Linked DNA regions of Oryctolagus cuniculus: region 2 is linked to region 1. The links are chromatin contacts, called in public Micro-C maps. All regions are on one chromosome and are shown on one strand. The core of a region is the stretch at or near the end of the contact, and the rest is flanking DNA. Distances in the headings are between cores, read along the strand shown. Region 1 overlaps NFIB (nuclear factor I B). Region 2 overlaps NFIB (nuclear factor I B).

Evidence for each region. A called contact is a pair of places that touch in the nucleus more often than the background predicts.
Region 2: a contact with region 1 is called in a Micro-C map of ear pinna, with 4 times the contacts expected there. The contact joins two enhancer-like sites. A contact is called at or near these places in 2 of 6 Hi-C or Micro-C datasets (ear pinna and an unstated tissue).

Annotation. Positions count from the first base shown.
Region 1 is chr1:176,980,110-176,986,024 of mOryCun1.1, forward strand. The region is part of intron 8 of NFIB (nuclear factor I B); the gene reads right to left. Among named protein-coding and RNA genes, the nearest start is that of TRNAH-GUG, 380 kb to the right of the region's middle. Within about 2 kb of position 4,297, at least 3 of the 8 cell types and tissues checked have an H3K27ac peak or open chromatin away from gene starts, as enhancers often do. A contact at or near this core is called in ear pinna, where this site is marked.
Region 2 is chr1:177,246,354-177,252,964 of mOryCun1.1, forward strand. The region is part of intron 1 of NFIB (nuclear factor I B); the gene reads right to left. The region is part of intron 1 of LOC103347791 (a long non-coding RNA gene); the gene reads left to right. Among named protein-coding and RNA genes, the nearest start is that of TRNAH-GUG, 110 kb to the right of the region's middle. Within about 2 kb of position 2,673, at least 4 of the 8 cell types and tissues checked have an H3K27ac peak or open chromatin away from gene starts, as enhancers often do. A contact at or near this core is called in ear pinna, where this site is marked.

The DNA.
Region 1 (5,915 bases), core at 3,047-5,546:
TCTCTCTGTAACTCCATCTTTCAAATAAATAAAATATATCTTTTTTTTTTTTAAAGACAGCAAATACTCTCAGAAGTTTAGAAAATAGTTCTGGGGGGCCGGCGCCGCGGCTCACTAGGCTAATCCTCCGCCTAGCGGCGCCGGCACACCAGGTTCTAGTCCCGGTCAGGGCGCCGGATTCTGTCCCAGTTGCCCCTCTTCCAGGCCAGCTCTCTGCAGTGGCCAGGGAGTGCAGTGGAGGATGGCCCAGGTGCTTGGGCCCTGCACCCCATGGGAGACCAGGAAAAGCACCTGGCTTCTGGCTCCTGCCATTGGATCAGCGCGGTGCGCCGGCCACAGCGCGCCGGCCGCGGCGGCCATTGGAGGGTGAACCAACGGCAAAGGAAGACCTTTCTCTCTGTCTCTCTCTCTCACTGTCCACTCTGTCAAAAAAAAAAAAAAATAGTTCTGGGATGAAGCACAAAGAATTGTATATATTTACACATACCTCAACTGTATCAGTAGCCACCATTATTATACATACGGATTAAAAAAAAAAGCAATGGCACAGAGAGTAGAAGGAATAAATATTTGTAAAATGGATATTTTAACTTAAAAGAGGCATTTCCCTTTAATTCATTCGCACCAGGTTCAGATAGCTCTAGGAAGGAAAGTTTTTGACTTCCTTGGCTAAGCACTCTAGTTTTATGGGCACAAGATTAACACACAGGTATTGGTATCTCTCTGTAGCTGCACAATGAACAATTTCCCCTATTAATAGCTAAAAACCTGTCCAGAAAAGCTGGGCAAGGGTGGGGTAATTAAGTACTAGTTAAGTTAGAAACCACGCTGTCCTTGATTGTATATGTGTGCATCTGAACTAGCTGCTTACTTCAAAATGACACAAAGCCTGCAGATCACATCTTGGGAAATAATGCTCACACAGACCAGTGGAAGGAAGAATTGAGTAGCACTTATGTTAAATCTATTAATGCAATAGAAGTAAAAACAAATGGTACTTAATAACTATGCTTATTGTTAGCGATTGTGTAGTATTTATTATTTGCCAGGCACTGTTCTATGTGCTTTTCCTACGCTACAGCTTTTAATCCTCACGGCAAACCTATGAGAAAATATCACTAATATCCAAATTTTTACAGATGGGGAAAATGAGGTTCAAATGAAAATGGAGCTAAGATTCTTGCCCAACTTAATGATGCTGTTAAGTTAGAGAAGGCAGGAATTGAAGTCCAGCAGAAGGGTTCTAGGACATATATTTTTACCCACTATACTTGGACCTCATCCCTCTCTTCTGTGAAACATATTTTACTTTTTTTCCCCTGGACTAGAGCTGATATCACCACTGAATTATACAAAAGGGTCTATGGATTTAGGTCCATATCACACCCTGAAATTCCCAGGATTACTCTTGAGTAAAAAAAATCAGCCCAAATAACTGTATTTTACTTATTCAATTTCAGTTGCTTTTTAGCTGACTGCAATATTTGCGTCTGTTTCACATCTATACTGATGCGGCAGTGGGTCAGTAGTTTGCTTCTAGAGTCCTACTTTGGAGAAGGCTAGACTGGAAGTGATATACACAAAGTGCTCTAACAAGTCTTAGGTTTATTTTTCCCATTTTTACGGATCATTATTGCCATCTGAATGATCCTATTTGCATGCAAGATGATTTCTAATGATTATTACTATTTGTAATAATCTGTATCAGAAAGCTCCCTGGCTAGCTCTTACCTGAACTGCAAAGTACTCTTGTGGGTTCTCAGGGAAACACCAAATATCATAAACTGCAGGTGGCTCATGGAATTATTCTAACTGCAAGCAATAGCACTTCATAGTAATGAAAGAGAAACATATTTGTTTCGTAACTAAGTAGGTAAATAGCTTTCTTTATTGCTACTCCTTGGAGACCAACAGTTTTGAAAATAATATATCAAAATGATAGGCTGTCAAAACTCATTAATTTATATTCAATTGTTTCAGACATGTTTTGTTATTGGGGCATGCTAGACTGAATGCTTATCATGCGTGGGTGGTAGCATTGTAAAAGTAAAATAATGGTGTATGCTGGTGAAATTTGTTGTTGTTGAATGAAGAGCAAGAGAAACTCAATGTGGGGAGCGCTGAAGCTGCACATGAAACGCCTTCATCAGTTACTGGTGCACTTCTAGGGAGATCGTCTTACATAATCCTAGAAGACCCGTCAACAAGGCAATCTCTACACCGTAAAGTAAAAAAAAACTGATTTCCTTACTTTAAACATAAATAAATAAGCTCTTCTCCCAATAGACCAACTTAAATAGATTTTAAAATATTATTCTTGCTTTTTTACATTTTAAAACTGAAAATCCAAGATGAAGAATTATGAACATGGCAAGTTGTAAATAAATCGTGATATACACACACATACATATACAGCCATTTATGTAGCTGTGGGAGGTTTTGGCCAATTCAAAAAATGCAGAATTTTCAGGCTCAAAGTTAGCTATTCTATCTCCTCCCAATGCCTGAGCCAGTGGAGAGCCCACATGTTGATTTCCAGCCTCTTTCTCGCCTCTGTATTCCTCTCTACCCCGGGCTCCTTTTCAGTGCTATTGTTACAAGTGCTACTGCTCCTCTTATTTGCATAAGTGATTCTTCAACAGCAGATAAAATTCTCTACAAAACTGGTGCTTCAAACTAGTGCCTTTCACTAGAGAAAATCATCCAAGGCATACTGAAGTAAATAGAAATGCAAGTTTTATACAAAAGCAAAATGAGACCTTTCACAAATGATTTTCATTAAACCAGTATTATTTGCACAACTTCACCTCAAAAGGACAGAATCCATTTGTATCAGAATTATGAAGCATAACATGAGAAATGATTAAGGGACTGAACACTTTGATACTGTGCCTGCTGCTCCGTTCACATGTGCAAAAGATCTTCCATCCCGGGAACAAAGTTAACAAGGGAGAGAGTAATTCTTCCTACAATTTCTGAATATCTAGAATCTATGTTCTTTAGTTGCTTTAACTTAAGTAGGTTCTCTCTTTTTTTTACAAATTATGTTTATTTTTATATTTACTCATTCACAGGCTTTGATGTTTAAGCTGTACAGCTGAAATTTCCCTTTGTAGCTACGACCAGCACTAGCAACAAGGTAAGCTAATGAATGTGCTGTGGCTGCCCATGGAGCTGATTCTGTATGGATGTGATGCATATGTAAATATGGCACTTTCCATAAACCATCCTCAAATAAAGTAGGTGCTTATCACACTTCCTTTCATTGCAAAGGGTTAATCGGCAAGGTTTACATTAGGGAATTTTCTGAACCACACTCCTCCCTCCCCAGTAGCGCTGCCAAAAATCATCTGACAGGAAACGTAAGATTAAGTTTGTCCTACCTAAGCGAACAAAGAGTGCTCTGAACAGGCCACCAGTTTACTGCAGAGCGGGAACTTTTCTAATCCTGCTGGAATCTGCAGTGCTGCTCAGAAAATATCACGGAAAAAGTTGTTTTCTTTCCCCTAACATCTTGTCTCTGGACCATCTCATTTTGATCACACTACAGATCCTGCCGCTTCTCCCATAAAGGTTAACTTAAAGCTCCAAACATAATCATGTGGAAAATGGACATTATTGATTCCTATGGTCCATTGTTCCCCCATCCTAAGTCCCTGAAGTTCAAGTTCAATCTGGAATTACATCATGTCTGGTTTCTCCTGGTTACCAGACGGCTTGAGACGTGACCACAGCTACAGAAAAAACAAACAGCCTTCTTCACGCTTCGGCTCCCCTCTCGATTCAAACGTAAACTTTTTTTCTTTCTCTCAAGTATGCTTCAAGTATGGAGCATGGTTAATTTAGAGATTAAGTTCCAAATTAGATTATCTAATGGCATCTTAATGGATTGCTGACCCATTTCCTGTGGGATGGCAGCGTGCAAGTCTGGCTGGAATACAATTAATTTCTTAGGAAGTGTTCTGAAGAGTTTGCCTAGATAAAGAGGAAACATCGTGTTGCACAAATCTTTCTTTATAAATGGAGAAAGTTAGGCAAAACTACGACAAATCCCAATACAGCCTCAGCAGCCAGGTCAGATACTGTGTGTCTGTAAAAACCGTAGCAAGATCATTTTTAAGAATGGCAGTGTTTTTAGTTTTGATTTCATAACAGGTGCAAATGATTTTGATAAGAATTGAGTCATTCTTTTAGGTAGAATATTCAAATACAAAGAGCAATGCTAGTAAGCAGCCCTGTTACCAAACAACGGCCTTGAGCGAATGTGGCTTTTGCAAATCTCTGCCTTGAACCAAAGATTCTCCCATTCATCGACCTTATCAGCATTTCTATCATAGTCCCAGAGTGGTGCTAGGGGCCCAGAAGAGTGTATAAAAAGTTGAACATTTTGAACACACTTTAGAGCTGACAGCTGAAAAGGAAATTCAGCACTCTGAGAATAAAGCTCCCCGCAGGAACTCCAGGAACAACCCAGCTGTTGTACTATAGTTATGTGTCAAGATAACAAACGGAGAGCAGGAAATGCTAACCTAAGTGAGTTCGCAGGGACTTCGAAGTGTAATACTGAAACAGAAGTTAACTCTTAATTCCACCCAAGGACAGGACACATAGTGAGTGCCCTTATCCCACAAAGGCCACAAATATGTGAACACACACACACACACACATGCATGCACACACACCCCTACAATCTACATCCCCACACATACATGCATTGACATGCAAAAACATATATGCACCTACAAAAATACAATTTGAAACCCAATACTGAAAATTATTCTTGTTGATATATTCGTTCTTAAGTCTTTTGAGAACAACACATTTTACAATGGAAATTCCATGGACACAGCAAGAAACATGGCCAGTGGTTCAGAGCAGTGTTGTGGGAACAGAGCTGCAGGTACAAAACGCTATCCTTTGCTTTCGGCCCTCTCTCTCCTGACCAACCAGATCCAAATAACCTTTACTGGCTGCTAAATTTCTCTTGGGAAATCAAGCAACGCTCTTGAATTGCAGTAATAAACGACAATTTCTTACAAAAACATGGGTAAAGTAACTACAGAATGAAGTATTCAGCTCATGGAAAGGAACTGCTAACACGTGTGACGTGGAAAATAGCTGATAACAGTCTCGTCGGTGCCATTCAATTATGGCATCAGCAGAAACACAAAAATCCTTCCAATTATTTCGGGAAAATCTTCATTTATTCATTATTTCAGAGGCTGAGCAAATGGTTTGTGTAAACAGATCCTTCAGTAACACGCGCATGTTTATTTTAGCCATCTGAAGGCTTCTTCTATGTTTATGTAAGCCATCAGACACACACAACCGCTCACTTGTGGCTTTGAGTTTTCTTGAAAAGGGTGAAGGGGGAGACGAGCAAATGAAACAATAAATCCAGTTTCTCTTTTGCATAAAACACTCCCTCCAATGTTTCAAAATAACTTATGTTTATATTATTCTTGGATTGTCCTTCAGCTTGCTTTTTCATTCAATTACATTGCTCTTTTATATTGCATAATGCAATCCATGTTCTGACCATAATTTCCAAAAAGAAAGCCAGTGAGGGAGTAAGTGCTGTATGTGTTTGTGCCCACATAACTCACATATGCAAAACAATATAAGTTTTCCACAGAGGAGGACCAAACACAACACAACAGTACCTATTTAAGCAATTCATCTCTTATTACCCTCATAATGGGGTAGCCTACTCTCACGGAAGAATTGAACCCTTAACCATTCTACTCTGCCTTAACTGCAGTACCTGGCCTTTTATTTAAACAGAAAAGTTTACTTTCTCAGGGTGCAAAGTAATTCTTTTGCACATGTGCACACGCTCACACTCACACACACACACAAACAGGGCTCTCAAAATTCTAAAGCCAAAACAAAAGAAGCATCTTCAGGGCTGCACC
Region 2 (6,611 bases), core at 1,423-3,922, 260 kb after region 1:
AGCAACAGCAGGGGAAAGCTAAACCAGCAGACACACACACACACACACACACACACACAGCCAGACCCCAAGAGAGGCACACAGGGAGAGTCACACGGATAGAAGGACAGAAAGGGCTGAGAGAGGGGGGCAGGGGGCGGGAGTAGGCTGAGAGCGAAAGTCTCCAGCCAAATGCGGGAGACTTGGCAGGTGGACAGGAGCCGCTGGGCCAGGCAGTGACTGTACTTGCTGTGTCTCGTCTATTGTTGTCTCCAAGGGGGGCAGGGGGAGTTGTTTGTTTGTTTTGTTGTTTGGCCTCTTTGTCTCTTTTGTTCCAAGCAGTTAGTTTGCTTCTTTCCCAGACCCTGGGCTGAAGGAAGAGCTTAATGGATTTTTCTTAAAGGGACAGGCTTAGCTTGTTCCCCAGTGTCACTGATTTCTCAGTCCTAACCAGTTTCTACCTAAATGACTGTTTTATGTTATTTGAAGACTCTTATTAAGAACAGGGAGAGTCCCTGTTTATGGTTTTGTTTTTTGTTTTTTGTTTTTTGTGTGTGTGTGTGTGTGTGTGTGTGTGTGCCTGATTAGGGAGAATAAACTGGTCAATTTCACCCGCCCCACTAAACCTCCTCCTCCAGGGCTGCCAAGGCTGCAGGGGAAAGAAAGACAAAAAGAAGAAAACCCTACAAACAAAAGCAAAGGCAGAACACACAGCCATAAACAACTCCAAACACACATTGCTACTTTTTTCTCCTTTAAAAAAAAAAAAAAACAAACCCTGGGCATCAAAATTAGAACGACAAACTTGCGGCTTTAAATAACCAGCAGAAGAGGGGCTGTGAAGGAAGAGGCAGTGGTGGCTCATTCTTCCTGCAGCCTCCCATAGCCCAGGGACTGCACCCTGGGCCCTACACCTTATATCCCTGCCAGGTGCACTGCCCACATGCCCCAGCCTAGAGGTTAAAGGGCCCAGCTCTGGGGATTCTGGAGACCTGCTTGGGGTCACTCTGGGCAGCTGGGCCTCCCTGGAGGAACTGGCCATGCACCCTGTAGCTTCCAGGTGATGGTGTTAGAGATGAGAGCTGCTTTTCATTGACGTGAGGAGAGGCAGGGGACAGGGGGCATCCACAAGCCTTGCCATTTTTGTTCCCACGGAGACTCTCTGTTTCCTGTCACTGAAGCAATTTCAATAGGTTCTGGTACAAAGGAGGCAGCTTCTGAAGGAAATGAAATTTTAAATACCGCCTCAGTTTATCTACCCTCTATGTTCAGTTCCTCTCCTGTCCTTCTCAGAAAAGCACGGGCAGCTCTTTTCTTAATCCCCTCTGTCCTCTACTCCTGCCTTTAAATCTCCCAGGGAAATGTAGGGTGAGCGAGATTAAAAATAGATCAATATGGTCAGAGGGCCCAGGGCTAGGAGCCGGGCACAGAAGGGTTGTGGATGGGAAAGGGAAGGGGGGTGTTCCTTTGTGAACGAGATCTTTTATAGTAGAAGCAAATGAGAATCCGAGCCTATGTTTCTGCCCTCCGAAGGGCGATTGCCACGGTTGAAGGGTGTGGGCTGTGGCCGGCTCTGGGGACCGTTAGGGTGCTTTTGCTCTGAGCCCCCACTCCCCCACTCCCGCCTCCCGCAGCAAGCGCCCCTCCCAAAGCCCCAAAGCTGGCTGGGGAGTGTGCGGCCGCTGGCGTGTTTTGCTGCTGCCTAGGTGCTGTTTGGAGGGGCCTGGAAGCCGCCTGCCTTTTCAGGTGACCCTCTTGGCGCAATGTGGGCCAAATAGTGAAGGGACCAGCCAGGGTGTGTGGGGCTGAGGGGTGCAGATTCGGTTCCTCGATGGCCCATTTGGAGCTGGGCCTGTTCGAAACACGGCAGTAGGGAGCGCGCGCGGCGCTAGGGACACGTGTTGCCTGAAGCAGTGGGAAACAAGTGGGGGCGGGGTGGGGTGGGGGAGCAGGGTCTGGAATAAGGGTTTCTGACATTCGTCGTGGGGCGGGACAGGCAGCAATTGTGCCATCTATGTTTTGGGTAAATGTTTCCCATCCGTAGGCACACGCGGTAACAGACGTGCCACCAACCTTGCACTAAAGACAAAATTGATTCTGATTCCGGGAACACGGGCTCAGCCAGGCTGAACTCGCTTGACCCGCCCTCCCCTCGGTCCCGGGACATCGCTGGGGGTAGGCGTCGTCTGTGGCTGACTGTGGGAACGCAGACGCGCAAACCACGTGTAAGAATCAAGGCTCGGTGGGGCCGCGGCCCTGGTTAGGTCAAGTCCAGTTTCAAACCCAAACCATTGAGATTCAGAAAAGCCGGCCAGGCGTCCCCAGGCTCAGGAATCCGCGCCACGCCAGGTACAGCGGAATTCGTTTCTGTTCCCCGCACGCGTCCCAGCAGCGCAGGAGTCGGTTTCGCCAGGACATTCCGGTTGGCTTGTTGGTTTGAAAGTTGAAGCCTCGGGGTAGTAAAATTTGGCCACAAAATCTCAAACCTCACTAACCCTAGACAAAATAAAAACAGAATAGGCCACAAAATAAACCAACTTAGGGCACTTTCTTTGGTGATCGCGGGGCCCTTGGAGCGAAACCTGGAAGGAGTGAGTTTTTCCTCCTCTAATTCTCTGCGCACAGCAAGACCCCAATGAGAATGTTAGAACAGTCTCCTCTCCCACTGCCCACTATTTTCTCCCAAACATCCCCAAACCCGCCGCATCCACTGTTCCGGGTGAGGGTGGGGGGCAACAGGCATGGCAGGTTTGCCTTGAGGCCGAGCTCCCGGCATGAATTAGCTTCACCCGAGAATGTTGGATTCTTAGTGCAGACAAAATCAGGGAAAACGCGGCTGGGGAGCCCCGGGCCCCCTCTCGGGAGTCAACCCGCCCGGCGCGAATGGGACATCTCCTGAGCCCCACGCCAGGGGACTGGAAGGCAGGAGAATGCTCGAGGTTCGCGCAGGGTGGAACCTTTTTTTTTTTTTTTTAATCTAAATAAAAAATAAAATTGAACAAAACTAAACTCCAAGTCCGCAGGTCCCCGCTGAAAGCGAGGTGGGGGAGAAGGGGGCGGGAACGGCCCAGGCACAGAGAGTGGAGGATGCGAAACGAACTCCGTCCCCTGCACAGTCAGCGCCTTTGGGGGCTCCAGCGCCGCGCGCTTCCACGGCAAGGTTTGGACTCAGAGGCAGGGCAGGGGGTGGGGAGGAAGAGGAGAGGTGGATGGTGGCGGGGGAAGGGCTCTTTTCCTCCTTCAGCCCGCTCCAGTCATGGCGAACTTGAGGGGACAGCGCGTGATAAAACTTTTCTTGGGAAAGTTTAGGTAGCGCGGTTAGTGGTAGGGGCGCGGGGCAAGCGGGCTGCGCTGCGTTGGGCGCCGGTGCAGCGAGAGTCATGCGATTGGGAGAAGGGGGTGGGTTGAAGAGCCAAGGCTCCCGGATCGGGTCTGCCCACGCCTCAGAGGCTTCGAGGGGTTGGTGACAGCGGGGAGTCCGAAAGACATTTCGTTAGGAGACGCACGGGTAGGACTAGGAGTTGGGTGGTTTTGGTCGTTGAGGAAAGCACTACCAGACTACGGCTCAACGCGGTAGCGGGAAAGGCTGGTCTGCCAAGGCGGGATTAGATCCGCCCGCCAAGGGGCCGAGTCCCCCGCTCTCCCCCGCCCAGCGAGGGCTGCGCGCGCCAGGGATCTTCGGGGCGATGCGCGCGGTTTCGCTTAGCGCGCTGGGTCTCTGCGCACCACGTGCGCCCGCGGCCCCAGGCGGGGAAGTTCCAGCGAGCGCCCCCATAGGGGAGGGGGCCACACAGCCAGGAGAAGGTTTCCGCGATTCCCCACCTGGCGCATCCACGCTGGGGGCCAGAACAAAGTGGCCCAACCCAGTGTCTCCCTGCGCCCTGAAAAGGAAACGTGGCGCGCCCGCTGGAGCGTGAGGCCGCCGCGGCCCGGTTCGCACAAGGCTGGGCGTTCCGCGCTAGGGGAAAGGCATAATTCAACTAAATCACTGGAGTGCAGCGCACCCTTTTCCTCCCTGGCTTTAAAAACCTAGGGCATTTCGAAGGGCATTTTGTCGATTCCTAAAGAAATGCCCATCGCTCTGAAGCCGAGCTGAGCTCTGTAGTAACTACTGGAGCAGGAGGTGGGGGAGGGAGGAGGGAGCAAAGAATCCAAATTGCCTGTGAGTTTATAGCCTGAAGCGGCTTATTTAGGCTCGCTGAGCGCCGTTCCAAACGCAGCGCCTTGCGCTATTTCGGGAGAAGTTGGAGAGTGGAGAACAATGTTATTTAAAGTGACTCCCAGAACGCGACTTTCGTTCCACGACTCCCTAAGCGTTAGCGTGGCCCAAACTGCCCGGCCTTTGATATCTAAAGTCAGGCCGATTCCTAGGTGAAACTACCTGTTGGGGGATCCCGCAGCCTAGACATTCGCCCTCCTTTTCCCTGCGCAATCGCTGCAGTGGTAAAGGGGCTGGTGGAGTGGCACGACCTGGGAGCGGGCAGAAGAACAGTGAGCTGAGCCTGCGCCCCCTGCTCGCTCCTTGGGCACTAGAAACCGCTGCCCGTACGGTATAGCAGGGCCCTGGCTGCTGGGATGGGCCCAGACTCAGCACGATTCTCTAAGTTCGGAAACCACGAAGCAGTGCCATTGACGCTGGCGCCTCGCTGTGTGCCTAACTTTAAAAAACAAAAAGCCTGCTGGCGGCTGCCACTGCTCCCGCCCCCACCTTGCACTGCAACACCCAGCGCTTTCCTCCGCACCGAGATTCACTTTAACTACTTCTTGAAATTCGGGCAAGTTTGCAGACGCTTGGACGCGCTGCAACCCAAGGGTTGCCTAAAGCTTTTTGCGCCAAGTTGCTTAAGCGCAATCACAGAGTTATTGCGAGCAAACAGATCTCGGTCTTTTTCAACAACTCGACTGGATGAGGCCCCTGCGCTAGCCATGTCGCTTTGTGCAGCTTTTGTAGCCTGTTGGGAGAAGTTTTGGTGGCTAGGGGCAGGGGGCTTGGTCTCTGTGGCGAGGACAGTTCGGGTACGGCCTAGGAGCTGCTGGTAAAGAAGCGCACAGCCCGGGTCTGGCGCGCACTGAACCTTCTTACCCGCAAGCTCTCCAGCGGAGCTCGCCGACATTGAATGACGGGGTGTGGAGGCGCAGGCTGAGCTAACCCCGGGAATCTTCCCCGAGGCGCCGCTGGCACTCCCGTTGTGTCTCCGATGCGGGTTTCTGCTTTTTGGTAGCGAAGTCTACTCTATTTGGAGAGCTGCAAAATTTGGGAGAGACCTCACGGGGCGAGGGATAAGGAGGTCCGTTTGGGGTCCGAGGGGACGAAAAGACACTCTCTGTATGTAGCTGGGGAACCGCGGCACCCAGTTTCTTAGGGCACGCGCTCACGTCCCCCACGGTCACAAAGCGCCTGGCTGAAAACGAAATGGGGACAAAGATGAGGAAACTCCAGGGAAGGAAGGGAGGGAGCCTCATCTTATTTAGGAATTCGTTTTGACAGCGAGGATTGCAGGGCTACACGGAAGAACGAAATTTATTATTGAGAATTTATTGCACAGGGCTGAAGATGGAGACTTCGCCCTGAAAGACGGCTCAGAACGCTTGCCGCGCGGCGGTTCCTGTTTCATCTTCCTGGCTATCTTATTAGTCTGTTCAGCCCTTAAGTCGCATCCTTATTCCCAGTCCTTAATGGCATTTCCTTTCCCCGCGTGCCTCCTTCCTCACCCACTCCTCCACACTTTGGATTCCGCAGGACCTCTCCACGCCTTGAAAGACTCTCGCAAACTTGCCCTTCGCCAGGCGCGCACGCATGGGTGGGCTCTCCCCAGGACAGTCGCTCGGCGGCCCCGGGGACCCTCCTGGGCCTCGGAAACCGGGCGTATCTTCCAGCGCTCAGCCTCAGCGCTCCTGTTTTATTTCAGTTCAGTCCCAGGGGCACGGACCCAAGGACAATAAACAACGCTGCTTATTAGAGATACAAACGGGCGCAGAAAAGCACCACGCAGAAAAAGCAAGCACACAGGCGTTTTTAACAAGTGGCCAGACATCCAGGACCGTCTTTGGAAGTGACTTGTAATGTACAACGGAGGACATTTCTCTAAAAACTCCAATGTCCACAGAGAATATAGTTTTTTTCAAAATATAATGGTTGGAGCTATTTTTATTTGTTTGGTTTTGTCTCTGGAAATCAGAGTTCTTGCTAGCAGTCCATGCCTCATTGCAAAACGTCCTTCTCCCCACTACTTAGACTGCAAGATCTCATTTTAAAATGAGAGCTCTTCCAGGTGTGGACATGCTCTGATACCGTTATTCCATATGCCTCCAGAAAACACTACCTTTAGGGAGTGGCAATGGGGTTTTTGGAGGAGATAGAATTGCAACAGGCACAGAAACATAATCCAGAGATACTAGAAGTCCCTCCCCCTTTAAATGTAAATGCAGATACCTTCTGGGTGGGGGCTCAGGATTCCCCCCGGGTGCGAATGTAACGGGTATCTGCTCAGCCAGTGGCCCAGCGAAAGGGCCTCCCTTCGGCTCTGAACAACCCCCTTACAATGTCAGAAAACCTTCCTGCCTGCAAATGTTGGCACAAAGCTGCTACCAAGGGCGGTGCTGCTTTAAATAGAAAGGAGACCGCTGGGCAA